Linked DNA regions of Gossypium hirsutum: region 2 is linked to region 1. A link is a contact called in public Hi-C data. All regions are on one chromosome and are shown on one strand. Each heading gives the region's core, a stretch centred on a gene start, on an enhancer-like site or on the middle of the called end of the contact. The rest is flanking DNA. Distances are from core to core; before and after follow the strand shown.

Evidence for each region. A called contact is a pair of places that touch in the nucleus more often than the background predicts.
Region 2: a Hi-C map of leaf shows a contact between it and region 1, with 2.8 times the contacts expected there. The contact joins the promoter of LOC107920939 here to the promoter of LOC107922463 in region 1. A contact is called at or near these places in 7 of 34 Hi-C or Micro-C datasets (all in leaf).

What each region holds. Positions count from the first base shown.
Region 1 is chrD01:18,356,476-18,362,827 of Gossypium_hirsutum_v2.1, forward strand. LOC107922463 reads left to right here and starts at 3,789. Exons shown (of 7, transcript XM_016852511.2): 1 at 3,789-4,387; 2 at 5,184-6,352. The coding sequence starts at 4,316. LOC107921694 (a long non-coding RNA gene) reads left to right here. Exons shown (of 4, transcript XR_005909422.1): 3 at 37-97; 4 at 1,027-1,320.
Region 2 is chrD01:18,525,649-18,531,707 of Gossypium_hirsutum_v2.1, forward strand. LOC107920939 (aldehyde oxidase GLOX1) reads left to right here and starts at 1,567. Exons shown (of 1, transcript XM_016850772.2): 1 at 1,567-3,474. The coding sequence starts at 1,697. The coding sequence ends at 3,334.

The DNA.
Region 1 (6,352 bases), core at 2,539-5,038:
TGTGTATGAACTTTAAGACTTTGTTTCTGTCAACAGGAAGCGACTTGATGGATCCCTTCAAGATTTGGAAGAGAAACAACACAGCAAGAGAGAAGCGGTTGGTTTTCTTTCTTTTAAAGTGCTTTGCTTGTGTTGTTTTGATGCCTATATAAATTGTCTCTATTTGACTCTAAACAACACTGGCACAACATGTTTCTGAATTGTGAAAGAATTCTATTGTGTTTAATTAAACAATTGAAGGCTGTTAGATAATCATTCAGAGGCATGATTATTTATGACATGAAAATTTTGAGGTGAGACTAAGATTGATTGTTAGTATGGTTCAAAAGCATTAAGCAAGGTTTGATTTCTCCTGCTTGCTACTAAATCCTTGTTACAAGGGTTTTTGGGTCTTGATGAGTACCTGAAATAGGTGATATCATTGGGGTGCTAATTTGCTAATACTCTGTATGTCTACTTTTGGGTCCTAGCTTGCAGTATTTACTTAGTTGGCTTTGCCTGATTCATCAAGGTCCAATTTCATTTAAATTTGTTCTTATTTTAAACTTCTCTGTTGTTTACAAGTTTGTTGGTTTGCCTTTTGCATACCAGAGACTCAGCTGTTAACATCTCGGATTAAATTTCAATTTCTTTTTCTCTAAAATACCATGGCCATTTTACAAACTGCTTTTTACATGGATGCATCTTGCTGTTTGGCTTTTATGAAAGTTGCCTACTTGCCTCCTGGTAAACTAGAATACAACAATCATATAAGTTCCTGTTAAATCCACAAGATATGAAATCAAATTGTGTTTTGGTATACTAGAAAATGTCTTTTTCCTTTTAAGTTGAACTCTAAGAAAATGTAATTAGATTTATAAGCCATATTTTCTTTGCGCTCTTTTCTACCCCCTCTCATGCAACGTTTTTAATTTATATTTTGCAAAAAGTTGCATCATGAGTATGCATTTCTTGCTAAGCCTAACAAATGCTAGTATTGAGTAAAAGCAAAAATTGAATTTGATCCATTGGCTTTGTATGCACTAGATATTGAAGGTGCAGCAGAGGATTCAATCTCATTGAGCCGGAAAAGCCAAGACTTAGCCCATCTTCATATGTTTTGCCTTGGTGAACACTATCATTCTAGTGGCATGACATTCTATGACCCATAGTTGAAAAATCATGATTGCATGCCTTGGTTGGAGCTGTAATCCAGTGTTCTTGAACCATAGTTGTAAAAGTTAGAGTGTGTGGTTGCCTCTTTAACTATGATCCTTAACAGTCATGGCAAGATCAGAAGCTGTTCTAAGCAATGCATTTTCTGCCTTATTGGTTTGAATATTTACTCCATTCATATTTTTCTAATATTATCAAACGCGCCCTCTGCTCTTTCCCATTACCCAGCAAATGTTGATACGTTAATCCAGCAGGAATTATTGATGGGGTCTTATTAACGTAGCCAGATTTTTTATTACAAAAATAACAAGGCTTGGTAGCCTGGAAGGGCCCGGGGTAAATGTTAAAAGTAGATGGATTCAAATAGCAAGAAAGAAAGAACAAAAATTCTTTATTCTACTCGCCATCAACTTCTAGAACATAACAAGAAAGAATAAATAATATTAAATTTTTTATAATTAGGTGGGTGTTAAATCAATTTTAAAAATAATTTTTAAAATATAAATACATGAATTTTTTATATAGTACGTATATAAAAAATACCCAAAAGAAATTTGGAACAAATTAATCTTTGAAGTATAATTTATAAAAATATCTCTTCATATTAATTTTTATCATAATATTCTTATTTTATTATTAAATCTAATTAATTTAGATATACAAAATATGTATTAATAAAATAAATAATATTTATCTAGTTTAAGGGTTATAATATGTATTAATTCATATTTTAATAATAATTATATTTAAAAAAATGATTAAATTAGTTTTTATCTTTTAATCCTATTAAAATTTAATAACAATAACAATAATCATCTATCTAAACAAAATTTTGCTAAGGGTATTCTAGTCATTTTAATTTTTTTTCTTATGCTATTATAACATCATTCCATTTAACCAAACACAAGAATATTATTATAGTTCTATTCCATTCCATTCAACCAAACAATTGAATTACTGATTATAGCTTTATTTCATTACAACTCTATTCAATTACAGCTCTATTCAATTACGTTAAACCAAACGTACCCTAAAGGTTGAAAGTAAAAGAAAAAAAATGATACAACTCAATAGAAGACGCAGAGACAAAGGAAGGGGAAAAAAATAAAGAATTTATTAAATGCCAAAGGTCAAGTGTGTGTTTAATTAGCTGCAGCCACTAGTTATTTATACATATTTCTAATGCTAAAATTTAGCTATATTTTTTTTAAAATATCATCACTAAATAAATCAAAAATTTAAAAATTAAATTTAAACTAGAGATTAAATTTTAATTAATTACAGAGTATTAAAAATAAAAAAATCTTTTAATTTTTATCCAGTCACTTTTTTAAATCTTCAACCCTTCAATCTTTATCCAACCATATTTAAATCTTCAATCTTTCAATCAAGTCCTCCTCTTTGCTTTTCTTGTTCCAATTTAGCCCATTCTTGTAAAAGTTTGAATTCAACACACCCACTTCAATCCTGATAAGAAAAACTCAAATTTAATAATATTTTATCCGATAATTAACTAAAAATAAATATATTAAAAATACGAATTTATCTTACTATCAATTAGTTAAAAATTAATTGACCCAACCGTGGTGGAGAGTCATATTAGTTCTATATGATTATAGTCCTTTCCTTTTATATATATGAAGTTTCTTATTCTATTAATTTATTTTAATTTTTATAGTATTGCTTATAATTTTTATATTATTGCCTTCTATGTAATTATATGATTCTTTCTTTTAAAAAATTATAATAAAGGGTGTGTTAATAATTAACAACATTTTTGTTAATAATTATTAACTAATTTTATTTTAAAATTAAGAAATTAACTTAATAATAATAATAATAAAAGTCTCAATAACAAATATGAATAACTTGAATTTAAAATGACTGAACCTAAATGATTTGACTGTTAAAATTGAATGATTAAATTCGAAATAATTTGAAAAAAATTATTTAACCCAAATAACTCAAATATTAAACCCAAATAATCTCAATATTAAATTTGAATGACTCAAATCTAAAATAAGTTGATCACTTAAAATCCAAATGATGTAGACAATTTTTTTTATACAATGCAAGTTCAAACTCGCATGTCTATATATCATACGCTACCACTTTCCTTGAAATAAAAAAAATATTAATTAGAGTCTCTCAAAATTTTTGAAAAATTTCATTTTTCCTTGAAGTTTTTAGAAAAATTCAATTAGACTACCTCAAATTTTTTAAAATTCTCATTATATTTTTTATTATTTTTTTAAAATTTTAAATAAGTTCTTTTAATTTTTTTTAAAATTCATAAAAAAAAATTAAACCCCAATTTTTTTAAAAAATTCTCATTAAACTTTAAAAATTTTACTAGACTCTTGAAACGTAGTCTCAAGATTTGTTATTTCTTTGGTGAATTACAAAAGGAGAGTCAAAACTCTAATAATAACATGATTAGTATGAGTCGAACTCAGATTACACTTGAAACGATAAATCATTATCATTGATTATCAATATATATACACTTTGATATCAAACATAAATGAAGTAATTTCAATCAATGTAATTATTGTTATAGTTAAAAATGATGTATGCCCTAAACTAAGTTAAATCTAAAATAAATTAAAAAAACCTAAAATTTACCGTAATCAAAATCTATACCACTTTGAAGGTAGGTGATAGACAGTTTAGTCAACGGTCAAAACCGATTACGCGGCGCCGCAACCAACAGCCAATACGGGTGCAGTCACCTGAAGAATTACCGTGAGATAGCGAGAGAAAGGGTTAGTGAAGGGTAAAGAAGCCAAGTTCTACCCCAAAAGAAAGAAACAGGGGGGGCTTTTATTTGTAGTTAACTTTTGGTTGGCATTACCACACTCCGATTTGATTGAAAATCCGTGAAATCATCAAATCTAATTTGTCCCCCACTTTCGACAGTACAACCCCACCATCCCCCTGCTTTCAGTTTTTAGTTCTAGGTTTCCTCTTAAAATTCCCTCCCACACACTCTTTTTTGTTCTTTTGTTTTTCGTTTTCATGGTTCACACACTTGGAGAGACCCAAACCGACGCTTCGCCAGACAGAAATCGTGGGAAGACAAAGTTGTAAAACGAATATAAAGAAAAGGGGGGAGGGGTTGAAAGGCGGCTCCTTCTTGCTTGGTTGTGCTCCAAAATAGATGGGGGCTTTGGCTCCAGTCCTTTCCACTTGGATACCTGAAGATGACCTTCTTTTGAAGAACGCTATTGAGGTACTTGCCTTTTCTTTTCTCCTTCATTGGTTTTTAAGAAAAGGAATAAAATAAAGATTGGGTCTTTTTCATACTTGTTTCAGGAATTGGTTTTACTTGTGGTCTCAATTCGACTTTTCTTCTGTTCGTATTTGCTGTCAACTTCAAGTCTTCTTTGTTTTTCTAGTAGCTAGAAAATAATGCCTTTTTTTTCTTTTATATTTCTCGCCCCTTCTATTTCCTTGTTTTAATTATTAGAGTTGCTGAGCTTATTTACGCGTCCTTCTTAGTCTTTTGGATGTATGGCACTGCCACTGTTCTAGTCTTCAAATTCTGGGTTTACTGTGTTAAAGCGTGGATTCATTGCAATATAAGTTGGTTGTATTAAAAAAAAGTTATACGATTCTTGCATTATGTTTATAAAGTTAGGATATTCATAAGATTATCCTCCTGTTGTTGTTGTTTCAGAGGAATACTATTGCATAATGCCAAAATTTGTCAGTAGATAGATTGCTTGTGAGAATGCGATGTAGAAATATTACTAATAAACATGGTTTGCGCCAAAGTGTTTCTATTCATGGATGCAAGTAGTTTTTCTAAAACATGAAATGACATTACTATGGTTGGTCTGGTAGTGCCCTTATTTGCAAAGAGTGCATGAATATCAACAGGAAAATGGGATCCAAATCGTGCATTTAGCATGACATTATCACCTCACTCTACTTCAGTTTTTGTTTTGTTTTTCTTATCGTCCTATGAATTGTGTTTCTACTTTATTGAACCCTGTTTCAGTCTATTTCTTTGTATCCTTTTGCAGGCTGGTGCTTCTTTGGAATCTCTTGCTAAGGGTGCAGTGCAGTTCTCTAGGAAATTCACCGTTAGAGAACTGCAAGATCGATGGCATTCTCTCCTTTATGATCCAGTTGTTTCCGAGGAGGCTTCTTCTCGCATAATCGAGTTTGAGCGTTCTGCTTCTTCCTTGTCTTTGAAATTTGGCAGAACAGGAAATTCAAAAGATAACAAAAGTTTGGGTGGAAAGAGAAAGTCTGAGAGTGTCCGTAGCTGTTACTATGCATTGCGCAAAAGAATTTGCAATGAGCCTTTTAACACGATGGACCTGAGTTTCCTTATTGCACCTAATGATGGCAACTATGTTGGGCTTGAAGATGAGCCTCTACCTGGAAACTGCATGCTTGGCAATCCAATTTCAGATCAGTTTGGAGTTCAAGAAACAAATATGAATATAATGAGTTGTTCTTTTCCGCAAATGTTAGCTGATGATGGTGCTGGAGTGGGGGATGAGTGCACAACAGATGGCTTTCAGACTACTAATCATAATCCAGATGATAGTAGTTTTCCTGTAGAGCCGGTTAATCTACATAAGGAAATTCCTCATATGCTCAGAGAGAATCAGTTTCTTCTAGAGAGTGGGTCTGGCATTGAGGAATTGCATGGATCTAAGGAATTGCCTGTAAGCAGCTTGTTTTCCGCTAATGATTTAATGGTAAAACCTTCATCTACTTTCGATCAAATTAACAATGATCCAGAGAATATCTGCTCTGAGTTTGAGGGCAACCAGGTCTTCAACTCACCAGTTATGGATTGTGGATTGTCTATATGGGGAACTGATGAAGGCTTGTCTGCATCTGCTATTCCCACTGACGGTCATGAGGAAAAAGATATGCAGGGAGATGTATATGCACTTCCTGGTGACATCGATACTAAGAGTGATCATGCAGCAGAGCATGATGTTACTACTGATTCTAAGTTGGAACCTGACATGCCATGTGCAGAAATGGGACATCAAACAGCTGATACTGAAGGTTATTTGGTGGAAATTACTAACACCCTTATGAATGATGAACCCTTTTTCATGGATGTTGATGCGAAAGATGTGATTGATAAGTCTTACTTTGATGGCCTGAGCTCATTTTTGGCAAGTTCACCTAATAACTGTGATCAAGATCAAATGCCTGATGTAACTGA
Region 2 (6,059 bases), core at 317-2,816, 170 kb after region 1:
TGCAGGGTAGCCATTAACTCTTTGGAAAGTCAATGGGGTCCATCACCTTTTGTAATTTTTCTTTTCACCTTCGAAACACAGTGGATTAGTTAATGCATGATGTAGACTCAAACCCAAACTATAGCCACTGTTCGGACCACACTCACAGCTTATAATTGGTGGATGGAATCGGCAAAATTTATAACTTCACCGGTCCAACGTATGCTTAAACAAGAATTTAGTTAGTAGAATATCGATTGATTGTTTCTAAGGGAGTGAGATTCAATTTAATATATTGTTGGGTATAAATTTCATGTATTATTATTAATAAGATAATTTAATATGACTCATTAAATATGTTAAATATTATTTCTAAAATATTTTATATTTAAACTCACACCCTCTAAATTCTTGTAGTAATAAAGATACTTAAGACATTCTATTAAAAATGTTTCTGATACTTAAAATTGTTCCAATTTTATTTTGATGGAAAAATGGAATTGTTTAATTAAAATTTTATTTTGATGTTTTTCGAATTTAAAACAAAGAAGCATTGCTTTTTCACGTTTTCCATTGGAAGTCTACAAATGATACGATTTGGACAAAAGCAACGTATAGAAAATATCTATAATTATTTAATTTAAGATCGGAATGAAGGAATTGTTAACCCAAGGATTACTTTAAGATTAATTCAAAAGTTTATCAAATACTTTATATAAAAGAATGGCTTAATATACATTTAGTATTTGAATTTGACACTTTTTCTTAATTTAGTACATAAAGTTGATATTTTTTTTTGTTCGATTTGGTACTTGTCAAATATTTTACAAATTACTCCAATATACTAAAAATATGTTTTTTTATGATGTAACACAAATAATCAATATATGTTCGACATATGACAAATGATATGATATTTTTTATATTTTTTATGTTCAATTACTTTTAGTTTTATTTATTTAATAAATTGAAAATAATGAATTCCTTTCAATTTGTGGTTTAAATTTTTTTATTTAATATTAATTCGTTAAGCATAGCTCAATACCTATTTTTAACATGAATTTACTCTAATACTGACAATATTTTTGTAGCCTAACAAAAAAAAATTAACACCATTAGTATTTTACGTAATTTGTATAACATTTAATAAATTTAGATACCAAATTGAACCAAAAAAAATTAAATACCAAATTAGACCCAAAATAGATTTAAATACCAATTTAGAAAAAAGTATTAAGTTCAGATACTAACCTAAAAAATCTAATTATAAACTTTTTTTTAAGGCAAAATAAACAACAAAAGGAAAACGATAACCATTTGGACCAATTAACTCGATTAACCTAGCTTTAAGTTAAATGTTAATTCCAAGTATAAATCCTATTGACCAATATTCACTGAATAGACGAAATGAAAAAGAAAAAAGAATATAAATACCAAAGTCAATCTAGTTACCAATTCTAAAATTATAGTATCCATTTTCTAATCATTCAAACAATCTCATTTAAAAAAAAAACACTTGGAACATTCATATCCTAATTTTGAAACCAGAAACTAAATCAACGTTTTCATAAAAACGTAAACCAGTACAAGCATCCCACGCAAGACCACATGGGTGTGGGAGTCTTAAATCTTAGAGCCTTCATTGCTTCTCTCACCAACTCCTTTAAAAAAGAGTACCCAAAGCTGACAAGCAGCCATAATATCATCTGCTAAACATATGGCAGAAATGTCAACCCTTTGTACATTTCTTTTCTCACTTCTACTCTTTGCCTCACAGCCCCTTATCCTCCCCACTGCTGCCGACGGCCGGTGGCAGCTGCTACAAAAAAGCATTGGCATCTCATCCATGCACATGCAACTCCTTAAAAATGACCGTGTTGTTATGTATGATAGGACTGATTTCGGCCCATCCACTCTGCCATTGGCAAGTGGGAAATGCCACAATGACCCAACCAACACCGCTGTCCAAGTAGATTGTACGGCGCATTCAGTTGAGTACGATGTTTTGAGCAACAAGTTCAGGGCTCTTACTGTCCAAAGCAACGTTTGGTGTTCTTCAGGCGGCGTCATGCCTGACGGTAAATTGGTCCAAACCGGTGGTTTCAGCGACGGAGAACTTCGAGTCAGGGTTTTCAGCCCATGCGAGAGCTGCGACTGGCACGAAACACCAAATGGATTGGCGGCCAAAAGATGGTATGCTACCAATCATGTCTTGCCAGATGGAAGACAAATTGTTGTCGGCGGCCGGGAACAATTTAATTACGAGTTTGTTCCTAAAAACATAGCCGCCGACATGTTCAAGTTGCATTTCCTGTCGGAAACCAATGAACGAGGAGTAGAGAACAATCTCTACCCTTTTGTGTTTCTCAATGTCGATGGAAACCTGTTCATTTTCGCCAACAATCGAGCTATTTTGCTTGATTACGTGAACAACAAGGTGGTGAAAACTTACCCTAAAATACCAGGTGGGGAGCCAAGAAGCTATCCAAGCACAGGTTCGGCTGTATTGCTACCATTGAAGAACTTGATAGCCGCCACTATTCAAGCTGAAGTTTTGGTTTGTGGGGGTGCTCCAAAAGGATCATTTGTCCAAGCATTACAAGGTAAGTTCGTTAAAGCCTTGGACACTTGCGCCAGGATCTCAATAACCGACCCGAAACCAAAATGGGTCTTGGAAACTATGCCTTTAGCTAGAGTCATGGGCGACATGGTATTGCTTCCAAACGGCAAAGTTTTGGTCATCAACGGAGCACGTTCCGGGTCAGCAGGATGGGACTTAGGGAGGGACCCGGTCTTAAATCCGGTGTTATACATGCCTGATAATGAAATCGAGTCACGATTCAAGATACTAAACCCAACAAATATCCCTCGGATGTACCATTCCACAGCAGTATTACTTCGTGATGGAAGAGTTTTAGTGGGTGGAAGCAATCCTCATGCGTATTACAACTTTACGGGAGTCCTTTACCCTACTGAACTAAGCCTGGAGGCATTCTATCCGGGTTATTTGGACGCCAAATTCAACAATTTACGACCCACCATTGTTGCTCCCAAGTCAATGTCCGGAATCAGATACAGTAAGAAATTAAAGATTCAAGTGGTGATTACAGGTGAAGTAACTCTAAACTTGTTGTCGGTGACAATGGTGTCACCAGCTTTTAATACCCATTCCTTCTCGATGAATCAAAGGTTGCTTGTACTTGGAAACGACAAAGTTATGGCTTCCGGGAAATCAACATATAAGATTGAAGTGATGACGCCAGGTTCGGGTAACCTCGCACCTGCAGGCTTTTATCTTTTGTTTGTGGTTCATCAAGACATCCCCAGCCAAGGCATTTGGGTCCATTTGAAATAGATTTTGATTGATATGTTTGTGAAATGTTGATCATTATTTAGAGAAAGAAATGTTTATTTCAACAATGTTGTAAAATTGTCCTCTACATTAAGCAAATGTATTTACAAATTTGTATCAATATAAAAGAGGATAATTGTTTCCCTCAGTTGTTTATTTCTTATAAATGAAGAAATTCAATTGTTAATTAATTCTACACCTATTTTTAACGATCGTAACTGACAAATCTGGGGTTGTCGGAATCACCATAAAAGTAGTTGATTAATTAATTGAAGGCACGTTTTAGTTTGGTGTGGAAGACGCCATGGGCCATCCATAAGCCGAGCAGTGGTCAACTGAAACAGCCTGTCTATTTATGGAACTTTTTCTCAATCTTTTCTTTTCCATAACATTTTATTTTATTGTTATTACAAAGTTGATAAAGAGAATCGGGTTATCAAAGCTTTAAATTTTGATTCTTTTAGTGTGTCAAAATATTATAATAATAATTAACCATGGTTATGTAACATTGATCATTGCTTAAGCTTCTCCCTTTCAACATGTTGCTCTCTTTACACCAATATACTGCTTGCTTTTCTACGTGCTTATAGGCCATGTTTAAAAGAATAAAGGTTAAAAGGTTCAACAAAACTCTTTTTTTTATGTATATAAAATAAACAAACATTACATCAAATTAATATAAGACAAAAGCATTCTTTTCAATATCGAATTCCAAGAGATGTAAGAGCTTCTCAGGAACCTCCGCAAAAATTCGAACGTCTTTCTTTTTGTCAGAGGCCATTTTAGCTAACGAATCCGTAACTCTATTCTCCTCCCTTGGAACATATTGTCTTATTCTCCAACATCCAACCAGTTTTAATAGTTGAAGAACCCTTCTTACCAAGCTTGAATTTGCACTTGTTGATTGGCTTTCTTGAATAAGTTTAACCACCTCTAAGTTATCAATTTGGATTAATACTCTATTAAGACCTTGCCTTTGTAAGACAACCAAATCATCCAAAATCCCCCGAAGCTCAGTCTCAAACACTAAACATACTCCCAAATAATAGTAATGATCATATCCAATGATCCACTCTCCATTCGGTTTTCGCAACACTCCCAACAAAAATTATGTTTGTATTTAGTTTAACCGCCCCATCAATATTCAAAAGGCAACAATTACCTGAAAATTGAATATTTGAATCAATTTCTTGCTGACCAGTTGGTGTTTTCATGTGCACCAAAGTATACTGATTCACCCAACAAATCAAAATTTTAACTATTTCAAGGGTATTCCAAGATAAACTTTGGAAAATGAATAAGTTTCTATTTTTCCAGATTCACTTTAGGCATCCATAAATTTTTGCTTAAATCATATTCCAACATTCAACTAAATTTTTGGAGAAAAATCTGCATTGTTGATTAGAAGGCACTACTTGAAGCCAAACCTCCTTTGCAGCTGAGCAATGTTTAAGCATATGTAAAACTTTAAGACTTCTCCATTGTGGCTTTTAAATTTCACAATTTTAAAAGAACATTTAACTCTTCAAAATTCACGTTATCTTGATAATTGGCAATCGTTAAAATTACCCGGTTAATTTTATCTAATAAAAAAACAATCAATGTCTTATCAAACAAACAAAACCATCTCCTAAATTACCAGACAATGAAATTTTATTTTAGACTTTAAAAAGTCTCAATTGAAATGAATCTCCTCCTTAAAATGATTTACCCAAACACACTAAAAAAGATGCTAATAGTTTTCGTTCAAAGTGATTCCAAATTGAGATTATACTATGGATTTATGTACAAAGGATGGAGGAACTGGTCATGATGCCAAAACTGCTATAGATGCCGATAACATCATGAATTCATATTTGAAAGATGAAAAATGTAAGTTTTCAAGGTTTAGATTAATTAAACATTGAACCCAAAGTGATGTTTCTCTTTCTACTCATGTTCTAAAAAGATGGATAAGCAATTGTTGTGGGTAAGATAGCAGAAACTTTTACAGAATATATATGTTTTTCTGAAAAGAAAGTTGATATGAAGGAAGTCATCAATGTGTTGAATATGTTATCAGATTTTGGTCCAGCTTTAACTAGTTAACAGAAAATAAGACTCCATTTTTAGTCGCAAACAAGGATTACATTTTGATGTTTTTGCATGAGATTACTTTGCGATGAAAAACTTTTTAATTTGATGAATAATATTTTTAATATTTGTTTCTCTCAACCTCCATACTTTCTTATTTATTTCTAACTTTTGTTTTTGAATTATGGATCTAATAATTAATAATTTCACCTTCATTGAAAGAAAGAAAAGTTGAATTTTGTCCATGTATTATTTATTGAATATAAAACTTAAAAATATATTTGCAAAATATGTTCTATAAAAAAATTGAAGTAAAGAAAATTGATTTTTTTTCCCAAATGATGCATCTAAACAAAAAAATTCGATTTTTTTTTTCAAATTCTAATTTTAATAGTTAGTCAGTGAAATTTTGAATTTTAAAATTTTAAAATGTTAGCATTTTAGTTTTTTAAAATTTTAAAATATCTCATCCAAATATATTTTAAATCTGAAAATTGATTCACTCGTTGTTACTTATAAATGAGTCAAATGATTCTAACATGGACTATATACCATATCAACAAATATTAAAAAATTGAACCCCATGTGATGGCCTGATAGTTAAGGTGTTCACCATCCAAAGTGTGGTCTGGGTTTAAGCTGCACTAATTGTGTT